Linked DNA regions of Mus musculus: regions 1 and 3 are each linked to region 2. A link is a contact called in public Hi-C data. All regions are on one chromosome and are shown on one strand. The core of a region is the stretch at or near the end of the contact, and the rest is flanking DNA. Distances in the headings are between cores, read along the strand shown. Region 1 overlaps Mpp6 (membrane protein, palmitoylated 6 (MAGUK p55 subfamily member 6)). Region 2 has its middle 68 kb from the start of Gm38805. Region 3 overlaps Gsdme (gasdermin E).

The links. A called contact is a pair of places that touch in the nucleus more often than the background predicts.
Region 1: a Hi-C map of liver shows a contact between it and region 2, with 2.2 times the contacts expected there. The contact joins two enhancer-like sites. A contact is called at or near these places in 3 of 484 Hi-C or Micro-C datasets (all in liver) and 1 of 9 other capture datasets (adipose tissue).
Region 3: a contact with region 2 is called in a Hi-C map of liver, with 2.6 times the contacts expected there. The contact joins two enhancer-like sites. A contact is called at or near these places in 1 of 484 Hi-C or Micro-C datasets (liver) and 3 of 115 datasets of contacts at active chromatin or transcription factors (bone marrow-derived macrophages, embryonic stem cells and pancreatic cancer cells).

Annotation. Positions count from the first base shown.
Region 1 is chr6:50,186,784-50,189,483 of GRCm38.p6, forward strand. All of the region lies in intron 10 of Mpp6 (membrane protein, palmitoylated 6 (MAGUK p55 subfamily member 6)), which reads left to right. Among named protein-coding and RNA genes, the nearest start is that of Gsdme, 74 kb to the right of the region's middle. Within about 2 kb of position 1,443, at least 66 of the 459 cell types and tissues checked have an H3K27ac peak or open chromatin away from gene starts, as enhancers often do. A contact at or near this core is called in liver, where this site is marked.
Region 2 is chr6:50,040,938-50,043,637 of GRCm38.p6, forward strand. No RefSeq gene overlaps it. Among named protein-coding and RNA genes, the nearest start is that of Gm38805, 68 kb to the right of the region's middle. Within about 2 kb of position 1,439, at least 4 of the 459 cell types and tissues checked have an H3K27ac peak or open chromatin away from gene starts, as enhancers often do. A contact at or near this core is called in liver, where this site is marked.
Region 3 is chr6:50,253,754-50,256,453 of GRCm38.p6, forward strand. All of the region lies in intron 1 of Gsdme (gasdermin E), which reads right to left. Among named protein-coding and RNA genes, the nearest start is that of Gsdme, 6.7 kb to the right of the region's middle. Within about 2 kb of position 1,333, at least 173 of the 459 cell types and tissues checked have an H3K27ac peak or open chromatin away from gene starts, as enhancers often do. A contact at or near this core is called in liver, where this site is marked.

The sequences.
Region 1 (2,700 bases), core at 193-2,692, 150 kb after region 2:
TTTATTTTATAGGCTTTTCCTTCTGAACATTCTAGAATGTGCCTGTATCTCAAACTGTGTTCATTCTGCGCTCCCTAGCCGTTTCACCATTTCATGTTTGAAGCTAAGGTCCTTGGTCTACTTTGTACCCCTTTACTGTCTTCTGTCTAGTGTGTATTTTAACACCTTTATCAAAAGTTAGGTGTTCATAGCTCTGGGGGTTATTTCTGGGACAGCGGTATATATTCTCTTGCCTGTTGTGCCAGTACCATAATGTCCTCTATTAGAGTTTAAAGTTGAGTAAACCGTGTCCCTCCAGCTGGGTTCTTTCTGCTTAGAATTGTTGTGGCCATCTAGAGTCTTTTCTGTCTCTCTGTTTGTGAATTGTGTTTTCTAGTTATATGAGGAATGGCGTTGGACTTTCTATGGGTTACATTGACTCTGTATTACTTCCGGTTTGTAACCACTTACAGTGCCGCTTTGCTGCCCGGGAGCAGTTTTTCCATTGTTTGCACCTTCAATTCTTTGGTTCATTTTGGTTTTAAAGGATTTTTTTTTCTCCTTTGAACTATTTAACCTTTTCACAGTTAATATATTGTCATATTAACAAAGCTGATTCAACAGTAACAGTAATAAATCTATTCTCAGAAAACAGGCTAGCATTAACATGCTTTCACTGGCACAGCTATGCAGAGGTGGTCAACTTTCCCATCTGTCTGCTCCTGTCTCTCTCTTTACTTTCTTAGTTATTGCTTTCTAAACTTGTGCTTATTTTTTTCCTTACCATCTTCATTCAGATGAAATCCGCATAGCGTTTTCTCCACACACTTGGGTTTCTTGGTTTTAGCATGTTCACATAGCTGTGCAAGTATTTCTATTGTCGCAGGACTTCTACAAGGTCCTTAGTAACAGCCCCTCTCATTCCTGAATTTAGTAAATTTTTTTCTTAGTTTTCCCAAATATTTGTCAATTTTGCTCTTTTCATATTTTTTTGTATCATACATTTTATTAATTTAATCTTGTTTTCTTTTTTGTTTGCTCCTTGGAGTTAGGATGAAGTTTTCTCCTGTTATCCCGGGTAGAAAGTTAGGTTATCCACTGGAGATCTCCTTTTAACAGACACATTTATGCTAGAAATTGCTCAGTAGGTGCTGCTTTTTGCATCTTATAATTTTGCTGTGGTTTATGTTTTTGTTTGCATTCATCTCAGAGTCATTTTTAATTCTAGAAATAGATTAATGTAATGAAACACTTTTTCTCTTCACCACAGAGGCTTAGAATGTAATCTGAGAATAAGACAGTTGTGCAACACGAGTCAGTTAGCTGGAGCTAAAACCGGCTTCTCACATGCTGCCTGCTTGCAGCTTTCTTCCTTCCTAGCCATATATGAAAACTGTCACTGAGATGAGATAGAAACTGAACCTTTGGTCAAAAGGAAAAGTGAAAGGAAAACTAGCGGTCCTCTGCTCTTGGTGCCTCCGCTCTGACACAGACTCCTGTGTGTTTTGTCAGGTCTTTCCATGTAAGCCATCAGTAGGCCTCAGTTAGCCATCTAATGTTTCTTCTTGAAGCTTACCACAGTGCTGATAATTTTTCTCTGCTAAGACACTTTTCTAAGGCTTCAGAGTCCCTCACGAGTATGATGGCCGAGCTGTACTCTATCAGAAGTAGAGACAAAGATATGCTACCAGCACCCAGAAGGGCTCTTGGCAGCTCCATCAGTAATGACCACTCTCAAAGTGTTTGCTATTTTTAGTTTTGATTTCTATTTTTTTTTTTTTTAGTTGACCCGTTTTGGAGTACATTATTTAATTTTACACATTTTATTTTTCCAGATTTTCCTGTTAGTGATGATAATTCCATTCACTTTGTCCAGAGACCATAGGCCTCATTAACTCCTTAGGGATTTTTTTATAGCCTCAGATATAACCTATCTTTGAGCGTGTCACTTGTTCTTGTACACTGCGGGGAAAAGTATTCTCCTCTTGTTGACTGGACTGCTGCCTTGATATGTTCTGTGTAGCTGCCCAGGCCTTCATTTCCTCTGTAACCTTCTGTTCTCTCCATCACTGGAAGCCTTGAGGTCTTCTGCTCTTTTGGTGACGTGTCCATCTTTCTTTTGCTTCATTTCTGTTTTGTTTCATGTATTTGGAGATTCTACTGTTAGGTGCTTAGATGTAAGTAAGCATCTTACTTCTAACGAATTGACCCTTTTGTCGTTGTAATTATTCTTCATTGTTTCTACGATACCTTTCGTCTCCCTGTTGGTCTGCTCTGATGTGAGTTTGCAGCTGTGTCTGGGTCACTGCTTACAGGGATGTCTTTCCATCCTTTACTCCCAACATACCAGTCTCTTTAAGTGTAAGATTCCTTCATAAACAGCATATAATTCGATCCGTTTTTCCAATTTGTTGTGCCATTCTCTTCCTTTGAATTTGCCTGTTTCCTCTTTAAGTACAGCTCTGCATTATTGTAAATATATAAATCAGTTTCTTACCCTTCAAATATGCATCAGGAGAGTTGCATCTTGTCTCTGTGTCCTATTATTGATACTAATGTTAGTCATTGACTATGGCATTTGGTAGTGTTTTTTTTTTTTTTCCCCTGCAAATCTGTAGTTTACACTTAAGCAACCTGTTCAGAGATACTTTGAAACACTGCAGCTGTTTTCAGCAAACTTGGATCCAGTGATTTAAGCTTCTGTCATTAACTGAGCACTAT
Region 2 (2,700 bases), core at 189-2,688:
AGTCACAGGGAAGAACTTCTTCACAGTAACAAATTACCCCAGCATAGTAATAGATATCAAGGTTTTGAAATGTGTGAGGGATGCTGGATCCTCAATCCAGGCCAAGAAAAAGGATTGCAAACCAAGCATGGTGACGTACCCTTGTCGCTGGGAAACAGAGGCCGGAAGAGCGGGAATTTAAGGCCAGCTTCAGCAGCCTATTGAGATGGAGACCACCCGAGGCTGTATTTCAGAGTAAGATCTCGTCTCAAAAAGCACTGCTTTTAAAAGGTGATTGCAAAACACAGATGTTGAAATCGGTTCAATCTTGTTACAGTGAGTCTGAAGTAAAACCGCATTACAAGATCATGTCAGCCTGGAGCTAAACAGTAGAAGTAGCTAGAAAGAATATTTAGCTGTGAGTCCTCACTACCAACCAACAGTTTTTGGTACAGATTCGTGGAATCTGTGAGTTTGTCCGCTATAATTTAATACCAGCACTTGGTGAACTTGGTGAACCTTGAATAAACAATTGTGTATAGTAAATTGGATGAAATTTGATTCCATGCACATGAGTAAGATGGCAAGAAGCAGAGGAAGGAGTAGAGGGGCCTCTTAAAACTAAATCAGACATATGCAGCAGAGGGCTGCCTGGTCTGGCCTCAGTGAGAACAGATATACCTAACCCTCGAGACACTTGAGACCCCAGGGAGAGGAGGCATCCTCTTGAAGCAGAAGGAAGAAGAATAGAATGAGGAACTGTCAGAGGGCAGACGTGGAGGGGAATAAGGACTGGACTGTAAAAATAAATAAATAAATAAATAAATAAATAAATAAATAAATAAATAAATAAATAGACTAGAGGTAAAAAAAAAAATCTCGGTGGTAGATCCCAGCACTCCATTTTATTCCAGGAGATAGAGGGCTTGAATATTCTGCATCGAAGTAGTTTTTATACAGAATGGATTATGTTTGTGGCTCTCCAGTCTTGTAGCACTTACAGAAAACACAGCCCAACACAGAATGGAGATTACTTCCTGTGTCCTAATCCAGGTGTAAAATTTTCTGCAAGAACTTTATGAATAAACTTTATAAATAACATCAAAAATAAAATTTTGATTCCACGCTCACCAAACAACTTTTTATTATAAGGGAGCTTCTTGCGAGTTTTGTTTTTTGTCTGTGTGTGTGTCTGTGTGTGTCTGTGTGTGTGTGTGTGTGTGTGTGTGTGTGTGTGTGTGTGTGTGTGTCTGTGTCTGTATGCATGAGAGCATGTGTTTGTGCAGGTGCAAACACCCACAGGCACATTGTGCAACCCCAAGGTCAACATCACATGTCTTCCTCGTGCTGGGTAGTTTTTGTCAATTTGTCACAAAACTAGACAAACATTTCTGGGAGGAGGGAAGCAGAGTTGAGAAATTGCTTCCAACAGATCAAACTGTAGCATGTCTTCGTTCGGGAACTTTTTTTTTTTTGATCAATGATTAATGTGGGAATCCCAGTCCACTGTGGATAGAGGGCAGATTCCAAAGCAAGCTGAGAAAGCCAGTAAGCATCAAGTCTCCATGGTCCCTGCCTCAGTTCTTCCTTGAGCTCCTGCCTGACTTCCTTCATTGAGGGACTGTGTCCTGTAAGATGTAATAAACTCTTTAGTCATCGTGTTTATCATAGCAACAGACCGACACCTATCCTCTGCCTCTCTCCACTCTGCCTCTCTCCACCCGTACTTTCTGAGATAGTGTCTCTCACTGACACTAGACCTGACTTGTCAATTCAGAGAGGCTTTCTGACCAGAGAAACCCTGGAATTCTCCTCTCTCCACCTCCCATTTCCTGGACCACAGATGCATGGTGCTATGCTTGGCTTTGTGTGGAGATCTGTGCCCACTAAGCCATCTATTTCTCCAGCCCTTAAGGTTTTTTCTATGAGTGTACCTGTTCTGATTGACATTAGTCTGACTCTAATTGGCACTTCCATTTCTCCTAGAAGTTATGAAGTTGTCATTGTGATTGCCATATTGATCTCTGACACTTGTGGTTGTTTACCCAGCATTCTTCCCCTGTACTTCCCATCAATACACTTTTCCAGTCACTTACCTCTCCCCTTACCATTTATCCCGTGTGCTTTTGGCTGATCGGTCCCACTTTCAGCTTCAGCTGGGTCCTGACTGCTTCAGGTCAATCGTCACACTTCAACAGGATCTATCTTCTCTAATTTCAGTCAAATCCAAGAATAATAGCATTTAGAACACTAGAACTGAGGTGACTCCCACTCCTGACAATGAAAAAGGAAGCATGTAGCTCCTAGGCATAAAGGAAGCCAGTTTGCTACCAGATGGATGGTTAATTCTAGGCATTAGTCTGACTAGACTATAGCACGCTCAGGTAGAAATGTTGCTGTGGGGGGTTTTAAATATCTACATAATTTTTGAATTGAAAAGTTAGAGCAATGCAAATTGCTCTGCATATGGAGAGAAAGGGGGGCTGCCTAGAGTCACGATGTTTCCTGCAGACTGCCTCCATGCAGGGCTGCAACAGCTGCGCCTCCAGGGCTCTCCTAAGATTGTGGAGATGAATTATTTCAATCTCAATACCCCATCCCAATCTGTTCTCTCCCCCTGAAAAGCTCTGACTAGTATAGCTCCCATCATATAAGTCACTCTGAGAACAAGAGACACGCAGGAGGAGCAGGGCCAGGACCATCCAAGAGGACATGAACAAG
Region 3 (2,700 bases), core at 83-2,582, 210 kb after region 2:
TACTATTTGCATACGCCAGCAAGATTTTGCTGAAAGGACCCTTATATAGCTGTCTCCTGTGAGGCTTTGCCAGTGCCTGGCAAATACAGAAGTGGATGCTCACAGTCATCTATAGGATGGAACACAGGGCTCCCAATGTAGGAGCTAGAGAAAGTACCCAAGAGCTGAAGGGGTCTGCAACCCTATAGGTGGAACAACAATATGAACTAAGCAGTACCCACAGAGCTCGTGTCTCTAGCTGCATATGTAGCAGAAGATGGCCTAGTTGGCCATCATTGGGAAGAGAGGCCCCTTGGTCTAGCAAACTTTATATGCCCCAGTACAGGGGAAAGCCAGGGCCAAGAAGTGGGAGTGAGTGGCTGGGGAGCAGGGCAGGGGGAGGGTATAGGGGACTTTTGGGATAGCATTTGAAAGGTAAATGAAGAAAATGTCTAATAAAAAATTATGTCCCCCCCCCAAAAAAAAACACCTTTAGAGGCTGAGGAGATGGCTCAGAGGTTGAAAGCATTTGTTTTGCTTTTATCGCCTACAAGGAGGCTTACACCTGTCTAAAACTCCAGATTGAGGGGACCGGATGGCCTCTTCTGGCCTCTGAAAGCATTGCATATATCTGGTGCACAGGCATAACAAGACAGGCAAAACACCCTTATATAAAATTTTTAAAAAATACTAAAATCAAACCTCTATAAATCAAATACTTGAATATAAACACAAAAACCTTATAAGTTACAACACATTATTGAACATAGTCAAATATATACGTGTATACACAGATTTCAAGTCACACGCTTACTATTATACAAAAAGCACATTGAAATAACACTTTGCTTGGGGGGTTTTTGTTTCTTTGCTTTTGTTTAGGCTTTAGTTTTAAGCTCTGCATGTAACAGCCTAGGCTAACCTCAAACTCATAATCCTCCTGCCTCAGCCTCCGCAGCAGTGAGATTATAATTGTGTGCCTCCACGCCTGGCTGAAATGTCACTTTAAGACTATCTATGATCAAGTAAAAACTGTTGAATGGACAAGAGCTAGTGTTTGCACTCTTGCGCTGGAAGCTGGCCAATCACGTGGTCACACAGCATTTCCAGAGTTTAGGAGCTGGGCAGAGCCTTAGACTTTGGTTCACAATCTTCATCTTCTCTGGGATTTCAGAAACATCTGCCTTCCCTATTTCTCCAGCGTCCCCTTTCCTCGGTTACTACGAAGCAGTAGCTGCTTCAGCCTGTTCTTGTATATTCAGAGTCAAAATAAACACTTGAGGAGAAGCAAAGTTCCTCTCGGAAGCAACGGGCTGCCAACACGGTGACTAAGGATCTTCCCTCAAGTGGCACACTCACTGACTCATTGACCAAACTGTCGGCTGAGTCATTCACTAAGCCTTCTTGCATGCACGCTAGGTTCTGGATTGAAGCACTTTAAAAAAAAAACAAAAAACAAAAACCCACTAGGTTTGTGCTGGGCTCGGTGGCTCATGCTTGTAATCCAAACACTCAAGCCAGGAAGATAGCTGTGAGTTCTAGACCAGTAAGCTAGAGAGTGAGACTGTCTCAATTAGACTCTCTCTCTCTCTCCCTCCCTCCCTCTCTCTCTCTCTCTCTCTCACACACACACACACACACACACACACACACACACACACACACACACACACAGCTTTATGGTAGCTATTGGCAGATCGAGATAGAGAATGAATAGCAAGAAGTGTCACCCATCCCATTGGAGAGAAGCCAAGGGCCCCCATGTGCTAGTGAGGTCCATGGCACCCAGGCTGCACTTTGTAGCCAATGGGAGGAAGAATCAGCTAGGGCTTTTGTGGCAGAGGAGCATTTACAGAGCAGGGGGCCAGGGTGGAAGCGAGAGCAGGACAGCAAGGCTTCTGGTGTCTATGCCGGTGCTCTGCTGCCACCTCACTGACAGAATGCTTAGCAAGCGTCGGGATGGACTGGAACCTTGCAATACAGGGTCCCAGAAGGAGCAAATAACAGGAACAGACTGGGAGGTCTGACCCAGAGCCTGAAGACCGTGCACCCCTGTGGGAATGTCAGAGGAGCTTAATCTATGGAAGAGTGTGACCAGAGAGCAGAGGTGATCAGCACAGTCACTTGGGTCTTCTAAAAAGCAAAGTGACGTATGAGCGGGTAAAGGTGCTCACTGCCAAGTCCAATGACCTGAGTCCGATCCCAAGACTCACACAGAGAAAGGAGAAAACTGACATCTCTGAGTTTTTCTCTCACCTCCACAGCTGTGCACACCCATGCACATAAGCAAATATATAAATGTAAGCAGAGAGTAGGTAGGAGAGAAACAGCCCAGAAATGGATGGGAACCTATGATGCTCTGAACAGTGTTGGTATCCTCAGGGGTGGGGGTCAGGGGATGCATGCTTTGTGGATTCAATAGAAGGCTGGTTGGGTGGCCAGTGGTAATGGTAGGAGAGCCACTAGGATGTTCTCCAGAAAGCCCAGGCAGGTGGCGGGTAACAAAATAGCTTGGCCAGTGACCAAGAGATGGGCTCAGGAGACTGGGGTGGCGACTGCCACAGCTACCTGAGGGACAAGGTGCAGGATTTGTTGTGTCAAAACCAAAGAACTTTGAACAAAACCGAGTTTCCCCTTCAGCATGTGAGGTCACGTGGATAGTAGAATGGTCTGCTTCAGTTTGCCCTTGGTGTTTGACCACTATTTTATAGTTTCTAGATT